Regions from separate parts of the Mus musculus genome. Here regions 2 and 3 are each linked to region 1. A link is a contact called in public Hi-C data. All regions are on one chromosome and are shown on one strand. Each heading gives the region's core, a stretch centred on a gene start, on an enhancer-like site or on the middle of the called end of the contact. The rest is flanking DNA. Distances are from core to core; before and after follow the strand shown. Region 1 overlaps Fggy (FGGY carbohydrate kinase domain containing). Region 2 overlaps Gm12694 (a long non-coding RNA gene). Region 3 overlaps Junos (a long non-coding RNA gene).

Region 1 (3,313 bases), core at 399-2,898:
CTAAAATAATCAATGGCTTAAACATTAACTCTTGAGCTTGACAGTAGCTGCAAAAAAAAAAAAAAAAAAGAGGACATGTAAGATGCAGATAGCTCTTCTGAGAGGGAAAACAAGGTGGTCCTTCAAAGAGACAACATCCTTCTTGGGAAGGAGTTCTAGAAGAGGTTTGTTGCACGCAATATGGCACACCACAAGAGATGCAGCAAGCACAGCCCCACAGCAGCCTCCTGCGTCCTTTCATACTGATTCCAGGGCTGTAGCTGAAGTGAGACTCAGTGAGAGACATTTCTCCCCGAAGCAAAGAAGCACTGTGGCTGGAAGCTTGGCAACCCTGACATTTCACCTCATTTTCATGTGGAGACAACAGAGGGGCAGCTGTCCACTAAGCCTACTTCATTCTCTCAGTTCTGCCCTGGCAAAATCAGTCCAAGACTGTACTATCTATGGAATGTCTGCCATGTGGACCACTCAAGAAGATGAAGAAGACTTAGAAGGAATTTCTGTGAAAGGTGAATGCCTAGGATTGCCAGAGATGCCACCTGTTTGCTTGTGTATGTGTGTGTGTGTGTGTGTGTGTGTGTGTGTGTATCTGTGTGTACATTTATACTAGCTTCAAAAGCTGGGCCAGGCCAAATGAGCTATATGGTTCAGCTGAGAGCTGACTGATCCCGTTGATAAGAGGAAGCTGAAAGGAAGCATAAGTGGAAAGAGTACTTATAAATATGCATGTGCCTGTTTTGAATGCTGAGGTGAGACAGTCAAATGTAAGGCCCATGGGAGATCTGTGATGGTGTGCACATTTTATTTCATTTGGCTCTGTGTAAAATGGGCTTCCCACCACAAACCTGTTTGATGAAAAAAATTATTGTGAATATTGTATGAAATTACCTTCAGGCTATGTATATAAAGTATTCATAAAACCTAGATGAAGTTCAACTTTGAACTTGGGTACTATCTCCAAAATATCACATTAGATACATTCAAATAGTCTAAAATTCCAAAATTTCAAGTCTGTTTCAGATAAGGACTAGCAATTCAGCAACAACAGCAATTTAGTTATACTTTCCTTCCAAGTTGTTAAAGGAATAAAGATTATTATCTATGTTTGTTACAGAAGTGCTGTAGGAAACATTTCTCTAAGGGTTCCTGAAAAACTGTCAAAGACAAGGCAGAGAAATTCTAGGTCGCTGGAGCTCGATGAGGGGTATCACTCAGGGGAATTAAATGGACGTCTTTAGGAATACAATGGGGGTCCCAAACACTGCTTCATCAGTCAGTAAGGAAGGCAGTTGGTGAGGGAGATCAAACAAAATTCTGTAGAGGACATGGGGGGGGGGGTTCGGGGGAGGGGAAGAGAATAGAATTCTAGAGAATAGAATCAAGTAGAAGCCTGGGAGGACCAGTAACTGTGGGCGTCCAGACAAGCAGACACTTTACTCTGCTTAAAACCCACCAAGACTTAGGGAACGAAGACAAATGGACCACCACGGCATGGGAGGAAGAATTAGAAAGACCTCTGTCTTCTGATTGTGGAAACACTGATCTATACTCAGCTGTAAAGAAACTGGCAGAAACAATCTGTCACTAGCCAGCTGACTTTAAATGGCAGTGATTATCCTGATTCATCACATGGGCACTGAAAAGCAGAAGAGAAAGGCAGAAGAACCCATGAAGAGATGAAAAAGAGGAAGGCAGAGGGCAGAGGGCAGAGGGCAGAGGGCAGAGGGCAGGAGACAGAAATGGAAAGGAGGAGGGCTCAAAATATGAGATGGTCCTACTGGCTTTGGGAAGATAGGCAGAAGGTAATGAGCCTAAGAATGCAGGAAGGTATTTAAAAGCTGAGCAGGAATCCTGGCTGCCCACAGGGAAACCAGGATATTAGTCCTACTCTGTTGGAATTTGGATGGGAGGGAAAGCATATTTTTCCAAGAGCCTTCCAATAGGAGTCTCAGCTTTTGGCCATTTGAGCATTAGAGCAGGAAAAGCATAGGGTTGAGGCAACTTGGACATCTTAGGTGCTGAACAGTGAGATGATAGACACGTGTACACTGCTAAGGTTGTGTGCAGTGAACACATATTAGAAGGAAATGATGGGCTGACACTCTCCCAGTGACCTTCTTCTACCACTGCTTAACTGATGTGACACACTGGCAATTTACTCCTTTGGTGGCTCAGCAGAAGTCATTCTGATGTACATTTACCAGTTCCCAAAGTGGTTCTGTACAAGTAGTGTTGTATCCCTGTCTTTAGTCTCATGACAACCTGGACCCCAGTTTTGGGCCTCAGGCCTTAGTTCTCTCCTGGACCATTGCAAAAGATTCTACAAGATAGCCCCGAAAGCCTCTGTTAGGCACCCCACTAGGAAAGGTCCGATCTTAGTCTTCCTCTGGCTTTATCTGGTGTTAAGTATACACAGGAAAAAGAAAGTTATATGCTGTGATTCTCAACATGTGGGTTCTGACTCCTCTGCCGTATGAGATGACTTTTTAATAGGGGTCATCCAAGACCACCCAAAACTACAGATATTTACATTACAATTTGTAATAGCAGCAAAATTACAGTTATGAAGTAGCAACAAAATAATTTTATGGTTGGGGGTCATTACAACAAGAGGAGATGTGTTAAAGGGTCACAACATTAGGAAGTTTGAGAACCACTGGTTATTAAGAAAGTGATTCTGTGATATAATTTTGAAAAATGGCAGTAAAATAGAAAGAAATCGTACACAAATTGAAAACAGAACGCAACATGTAAGAAAATACTCAAAGCCTTAATATATCAGTTTTATATTACTGACATTTTATTAACATTAAAGAATACTTCTGGGGGCTGGAAAGATGGCTCAGCAGTTAAGACCACTGTCTATTCTTCAAAAGGACATAGATTCAATTCCTAGAGCCCACATGGCTGCTCACAACTGCCTGTAACTCCAGTTCCAGAGAACCCACACCCTCATGCAGGCAAAACACCCATGCATATAAAGTCAACAAATAAATCATGTGGGGGGGAGGGAGAGAGAGGGTGGGAAAGGGAGAGAGAGAGGGAGGGAGAGAAAGAGGGAGAGGGAGAGAGAGGGGGGGGGGAGAGAGAGACGGGGAGGGAGAGAGAGAGACAGAGAGAGACAGAGAGAGAATTTGATACAAATTTGAACTGAATGGGTTCTAACCTGAACTGTACTATTTTCTCCAGTAGACAAACTGCATACATTGCTCAATCCTCAGTTTCTCTATTTGTTTAAATCGTCAATATTATTTTGAAGAGTTATTGTGAAGAAAGGTATGGCTACAAGCATATTACCAAGCCCCTAAAAAAA
Region 2 (3,313 bases), core at 563-3,062, 830 kb after region 1:
ATGTATTTACAGGAAATATCATTATAGCTGGTAATAAAACAGCGCATGCTCATTTAAGCTTTATCATGCAACTCAGAGTCTTAATACCAGACCTTACTTTTTTTTTTTTAATGATCTTGGAAGAGAGGCATGGCGGCTCATATTTGTAATCCTAGCACTCAGAATGCTGAGGCCAAAAGACTACTATGAGCTTAAGTCCAACCTGGTCTTCATAGTTAAGCACTGGGCCAGTCAAAGTCATAGAGTGAGACCCCCTTTCTCTTCCAAATTCCCAAATGTTAGATATGGAAGAGACGGGGTGCATGAGGAAAATATATGATAAAATTCTCAATGAACTCATAAAGAATTGTGACAATGGCAATGATGATATGATAAACAGCAGACTTCGCTCTTCAGACAACTTTCCTAAAGTCCTTTCAGGGTTCCTCAGTGTGACCCACTGCACCAACACCTCCATAGAGTGTACTAGCACATAAAATGATTAAAGTAAGCCTAGGATACAGTCAATGATTAGTAAGCAGTATCTGTAATCGTACCTCGAAGAACACCACCTGCACTTCACAAGGTATATGTCCTTCCTCCACACCATACACAGAATGCCTTCACCTATTCTGCTTGTGAAATAATAGTAAATTCACGAAACGGGTCTCTGGCATTTTAAGAGTTCTACATTTTCATTCCAATCTTATTTGTGCCATCCTAAGCTACTTCCCAGAGAGTTGGGATTCTTTCTGGATGTGTTCTTTCTGTGCCCGTGCCTTTGGGAAAAGCACACACTGGGCTGTACCATGGACGAGGCGAGATGTGCTTCATACTTCATTCCTCAGGACCCTTTTCAAAGCTGAGAGGATTTATCAAACACCCATCATTAGACAGTGGAAGGTCAAGGACTGGGGCACGGTATTTCTTACCCTTGGCATTACATTCTGGGCACATATCACAGAACCAAGGCAAATGTGCATGTGCAGTAAATGGACAGGAATGTTCTCAAGGAAGAATGAGAGATCTGCCTGACACCAGGCATTCACTGAGTCTCCATACCTGAGGGCAAGAAGGCTGGAGCCAGTTCTCTGCTTACTGGCTCCCGGATTTCTAATGGGTTCTTTAGCTGTTTAATTATGCTCAAATTTGAATCAGTTAAGTAGAAACTGGGATAGAATATCTCTTACAGCAGTCACCTTTACCCAAGAATCTAATTTTATTTAGTGACATTAGATCGCAGCCCCAAAATATTAAGTAGAAAAGTCTACAAAGTCATGTTTTAAGAGTATTTATAGTATTTTTATATTTGTTCTATCTTATTAGTAGTATCACTAATCTCTCTGTATACCTAATTTATAGGAACATACACAGAGGAACATAATGTATAGGAAGAAACATAGCACACACAGGGTCCAGTACTGCCTGTGGTAATGGGTATCCAGAAGGGTTCTGGGATCAGGTATCATGCTTGTTTTGAGATTGAGATAAAATAGCATGTGTGGATTATTTTGCATACAATAAGTGAATAAAAGAAACCATTCCTGAAGAAGTAAGTCTCAGATGCCCTTGGAGAGCACTGTTGAGGAAAGTGAGGAAGTTGTCCCTCCAGAAGATGCTGATCTGAGCCTCTGATCCCTGAGAACCATGAATCTGTTGCTAGTGAGCAGCAAGGCCCTCTTCCAGCTTTAGCGACCTCAGAGCTGATGAAGAGATGATCATTTCCTCCCAGAGTTGTTTTGTTCTCTTTCCAAGACTTAGAGCAACTGCTGGCTCAATAGGAAGCTCTCTGAAGCTGAGTCAACCTTCACTCATCCTAAGAGGTGACTCACACACCAGTGTGTGGTCCACAAATGCTATGGGGGTGGTACCTCTCCAGAGGCTGCTGATGGCCCTGTCTGAGTTGTTTGTGATCACAAACTCCTCATCAGCAGACAGGAGAACAGATGCTCTAATTAAGTTCTCATACCATCGTGTCCCGTCTGTACTCCTACAGAAGCAGAGAGGCAGCCACGGGCTTTATGGAAACATGAACTTGGGAGAAAGGGGGGGGGGGCATTTCTCCCATTCTCTGACCTTCTTTTGAAGTCTGGCTACGAGTCAGAATGAGATGTGGAAGACCTGAAAACTTGTATTAATCATGTTGTGGTAAAGAGAATATGATCATATGACAGGGAATTTTGGAAGTTGGGGCAATTTCAGGGAGGCAATCTTGTATTGCCTCAAGCTTCACATCACGATAACATTTTATGAAGGTTTAAAAATGATTAACTTATTGTTTTTCTGCTTCTGCCAATATACAAATACTTTATGGGCACTAGACCTTATTCCTCACTTTTACTAGGTTTGCCCTGTGAAGTCTGGCACAAGCCATGTAGTAAAAAAGTTGAGTCTGAATCTGAGTCTTAATTTTCTTTCAAAAAACCACAAGGATGCTCTAACCCTGGATAATGTACTCAAATCGGGGTCTGAGGCCAGAGGTGGTCTGTAGTTGTCAGCATCTTGTTATCAGTGACCTGCAGAAAGTGACCATTGGGAGCTTCCATAACAGCCGCCTTTTGCCAGAAATTTTTTTTGTATTTTTATGAGTATTAATTAGTAGTAGCATTTTTAAGATTTAATTAAAATGTCATCACAGTCTGAGAACCATTAATGCTGTCATCCCATACAGATGTGCTCCAGCCTGTAATTATTAAAGTGCATGTTGTTTTATTTTAATACCTTCCTCAGGTTTTTCTTTTATTATCATATTTCAGCCTCATTTGTGTCACATGATCTCCATTTTGTTATTCTTATTCATTTTTCAGTGCTGAGCACACAGGACCCTAGAGCCTGTGCATGTGAGCCAAGGACTCTACAAAATGCTGTGAACAGACAGACTCAGCCCTAGGATTTAGTGGACATGCTATGAGTTTCAATCAGAATCGCAGAAGCACAGTCCTGGGAAATCCCATCCTCCCACTGTGTGGCAGGTCCCTTGCTCTGCTCTGGTTCTACAGTGAGAACACTCCCAGCATGAGCCTCTCATTGAAAGCAGCTTCCCCCATCTAGTGAGGTGCTGTGGTTTGAATGAGGAGAGTCCCCACAGTCTGGTGCCACAGGACCTTTGAGAAGTGAGTCCCTGGAGGCAGTCCTTGAGGCTTTATGACATGGCCCTGCTTCCTGGTCTTTCTTTGCTTCCTGAGTGTGTGTGCAATATGACCAGCAGCCTCCTACTCCTGCCACCATGTTTTTTCTGCCTTCTGCCATGTCCTCTCCAACATCATGGGCACATCATCATGTGGAACAGGAAGCCAAAGGAAGTCCCTTTTATGTTAAATTGCTTAAGCTAGGG
Region 3 (3,313 bases), core at 488-2,987, 750 kb after region 1:
ATGTATCCTCAGCTCATGTTCTGGCACGTATGGCAGTTGTATGTATGATTTCCTTTTCGAATTGCTGTGGCAGCAGCAACTTAAGGAAGGAATGGTTTCTTCTGAGTCACCGTAGAACAAGGAATTCAGTCAGCCACAGCAGGGAAGGCATGACAGCTGCAACATGAGGCGGCTAGTCACACTGATCTACACTCAAGATTCAGAGAGCAGACAGGAAGTGCGGCCAGAGAGCAGACAGGAAGTGCGGCCAGAGAGCAGACAGGAAGTGCGGCCAGGCTATCTACCCTCACGTCTCACCCCTGTGACTACCTACTCCAACAAGACTCTGCCTCCTCAAGATTCCATGCCCTTTCCAAACAGCACCACCAAACAGCTGGAAAACAAGTGCCAACCCAGGAGCCAAGAAGGGGCACAGCTCTTTAAATCACAGTAGCGGCAATGGCCATGGACTCCAAGAGGATGCTCACAACAGTCTGTACATGCTCACTGATGCCCACAACAAACCTGCGAAGAAGACAAGCAGACACTTTTAACTTTGTTTGTTTGTTTGTCTGTTTGTTTGTTTGTTTGTTTTGTTTGTTTGTTTTTGAAAAATAGGTATTTAGGATTCAAAAAGATCAATCCTTCTGAGGTCATAAAGGTAGTAGACAGTTGAAGTAGAAGCAAGCCAAGATCTTTGCTCTGTCCTGACCCTCTATTCTTTAGACTACAGTGACTCCAAGCTGATTTTGGAATCCTAGACATAAGTCACTGCGCTGCTCACCAGCTTGAACGACCAGCTTGCCACCCTGGGAATTTCCTCCGGGTAAACACGTGCTTGGAGACACTAGAGAGTAAACACACAATCCCTGCCCTCATGAGGCCCACAGACTTGTCATGCAATGCACAAGACAAATCCTGTCTGCCATGAGCACTACATCAGAATTAAAGTAATTAATAGGGACATTAAGCACCCTTCATTGAGCATGTACTATGCATCAGGTTCTGTCCTGAACACTTTGCTAGGCAGTGAGTAGCATGAAACACCACCTGCTTAGCTCACAGCCAGAGTTTAAGGACTGGCAGTCATTTTGACGATAGTTTTAAAAATAAAACCAGGGGTTCTTACCTACAGAACAAGGAAAGAACATTTTACATTGAAACAACGTGGAATAATATTTTGGAGAAGCAACTAATCCCCTGAGAAGTGAGACTAGTGGGGGAGGGGTTGATGAAGCAAGTAATCACTACAATGGGGACATCCCTACCATCTCGGGAAGCACTTGAGAAGACCTGGGTATGAGCAGCACTAGGGGAAGGAGAGGAGACATTATTTTAGGACAGGCAGAGACTGGCTACAAAGGGATGGCCTACAGCTGGAAAGCCCAGAGAGGCTAAGCTCTCCCCAGGCTTGACCTGGCTCCAAGGGGAGGCACAGATGGCCAAGGCTATTTGTTTGTACATTACATTTTTCCTGAACAGATTCCAAATCCTAGTTTCCAAAGAAAGGAGAAAACAGACTTATTGGGCCAAAGGCTTTCCCTGAGAAATGTCCTTGTGGCTATGTGCCAGCATAGGATTCCCCCCACAGCCCAGAGCAGCAGACGGCAGGCTGGAGCCTTCCCCAAACCTTTCAATAAGGCAGGGATTAGAAGTTATTCCCTGGGAGATTTTCAAGAGTCATGTGCCCAGCAGCTCTGCCCTAGTATTTAGGCCCACCCAACTTTGGCATGTATCCTGGTGACGTTTCAGTCCCTCCCAGGCCCGCCCTCCCCTTTCCTGTTTGGCATGGCCCAATGCTTCCTGCCAGGCCATACCTCCTCTGAGTGTTCCCTGAGAGTGGTGTTCCCAACCTCTGACCCCCAAAGCTCAGTAGGTTGTAACTATGACTTCAGTGCTGGACAGAGCCATGGACATGATTTTGCTAGTAGCCATTCTACCGCCCTGTTATGGTGTTGCCCACTACACAGGCTCATGCCCCAGCACTCCCTGCACACCCCCTGTCTATCATAAACCAAGGACAAGCAGGGAGGAACAGCCCTGGGTGTTAATGGTAAAAGGAGCTAGGGGCATCTTTTGCTGCAAACTTTGAAAAATACAATTCAGTGGGTCAGTCTGTTTTTAAATCACACTCAGGGAACTCTGCAGTGCCGCAGAAAGTGGGGTTGGGGGAAAAAGACATTTTTTTTCCTGACATTTTGTTAGGAAAGAACAAGGGTATCTAAGTCGGATGCTTCTGCTCAATTCCTTGATCTTCTTATTATGACACCCCCCCCCTCGTGCAACGCTGAAAGGCTAACCTCTCAGACTATCACACACTCAGGTGTCTGTGGTAAGGCCTCAGCAGGAGAGCACACATTTGGCCTGAGGTGACATGCGAGTTCAACGCTGTCCATTACCTCTCAGGCCGCCCCTTCCTTCCCTGAAATCTGAAGGCAGCCGTGCTGGAGCTCTGGTCTGTTTTACTTCACAGGCTGTTTGTCACATGTGAAGCTGAGTCACCCTGAGTTCCTGCAGCCTCGAGGCCGTGCTCTCCTGAAAAGGATGTGTAGCTGCGCCAGTCCCAGGTTCTGGGTGGACATGCCGTTCTGGGAACCCTGCAAAAGCTGACTGGAGATGTGAGATTGCTCACACAGGCCTGGGCTTCTGTGGCCCTGAGTGCTTTCTTGTGCTAGGGCATTTCTAGTGAGAATGCAGACATATGAGCCTACAGGCCATGGGGAGGAGTGGAAGTACTGCTGAGAAACAGCATGTGTGGCACTCAGCACCCCGGTAGGCACCCAGGGGGACCCCAGTGGTGGTCTAGGGGAGGAGAAATGGACTAATGACCATGAGACAAGGAAGAAGAGAGAACTGTCATAGCCTTCTCTTAGCACTCTGTAAGACAGCTCTCCGCCCTGCTCCTGTTTGGAGAGGCAGGCTTACCTCCACTTCCAGATGAGAAGTGGATGCCTTAGTGAAGTGGTTAGCTGGGGTCACACTAGGTAGCTGTGGTCCCATGTGGCTTTGTCGCCTGCACTCATGTGGCTCACATAACAAACTGGTGCAAGTGTACAGTGTCCCAGTAGCTGGAACACAACCCAAGGAGGAAGGTTGGACAGGTGTGAGCCTCTGCTTCACAGACAAAGAAGCAGAATTCAGAGAGGATGAGGGGGACACAAGAAACGGGGCTAGAACTCGGGCTTCAAGAGGAACACCAGCATCCTCTCTAGTATAGGATAATGGGTAAGAATTCACTTATTCTTTTAGCATACATACTTAAGCAGGGCTGACAAACCCCTAGACGTGGCCTGCCACTAAAAGTCAACCCCTCCAGGAATCCTGATTTCTGACT

The links. Hi-C and Micro-C count contacts between places; a contact is called where the count stands out from the background.
Region 2: a contact with region 1 is called in a Hi-C map of bone marrow-derived macrophages, with 13 read pairs. The contact joins two enhancer-like sites. A contact is called at or near these places in 1 of 15 datasets of contacts at CTCF or cohesin (the NIH/3T3 cell line), 1 of 484 Hi-C or Micro-C datasets (bone marrow-derived macrophages) and 4 of 115 datasets of contacts at active chromatin or transcription factors (the NIH/3T3 cell line, bone marrow-derived dendritic cells, embryonic basal ganglia and 1 more).
Region 3: a Hi-C map of bone marrow-derived macrophages shows a contact between it and region 1, with 10 read pairs. The contact joins two enhancer-like sites. A contact is called at or near these places in 1 of 484 Hi-C or Micro-C datasets (bone marrow-derived macrophages) and 4 of 115 datasets of contacts at active chromatin or transcription factors (acute myeloid leukemia, bone marrow-derived macrophages, embryonic basal ganglia and 1 more).

What each region holds. Positions count from the first base shown.
Region 1 is chr4:95,828,871-95,832,183 of GRCm38.p6, reverse strand. All of the region lies in intron 11 of Fggy (FGGY carbohydrate kinase domain containing), which reads right to left. Among named protein-coding and RNA genes, the nearest start is that of Hook1, 140 kb to the left of the region's middle. Within about 2 kb of position 1,648, at least 3 of the 459 cell types and tissues checked have an H3K27ac peak or open chromatin away from gene starts, as enhancers often do. A contact at or near this core is called in bone marrow-derived macrophages, where this site is marked.
Region 2 is chr4:95,000,085-95,003,397 of GRCm38.p6, reverse strand. All of the region lies in intron 2 of Gm12694 (a long non-coding RNA gene), which reads right to left. Among named protein-coding and RNA genes, the nearest start is that of Gm12694, 23 kb to the right of the region's middle. Within about 2 kb of position 1,812, at least 67 of the 459 cell types and tissues checked have an H3K27ac peak or open chromatin away from gene starts, as enhancers often do. A contact at or near this core is called in bone marrow-derived macrophages, where this site is marked.
Region 3 is chr4:95,081,020-95,084,332 of GRCm38.p6, reverse strand. All of the region lies in intron 1 of Junos (a long non-coding RNA gene), which reads right to left. Among named protein-coding and RNA genes, the nearest start is that of Junos, 30 kb to the right of the region's middle. Within about 2 kb of position 1,737, at least 142 of the 459 cell types and tissues checked have an H3K27ac peak or open chromatin away from gene starts, as enhancers often do. A contact at or near this core is called in bone marrow-derived macrophages, where this site is marked.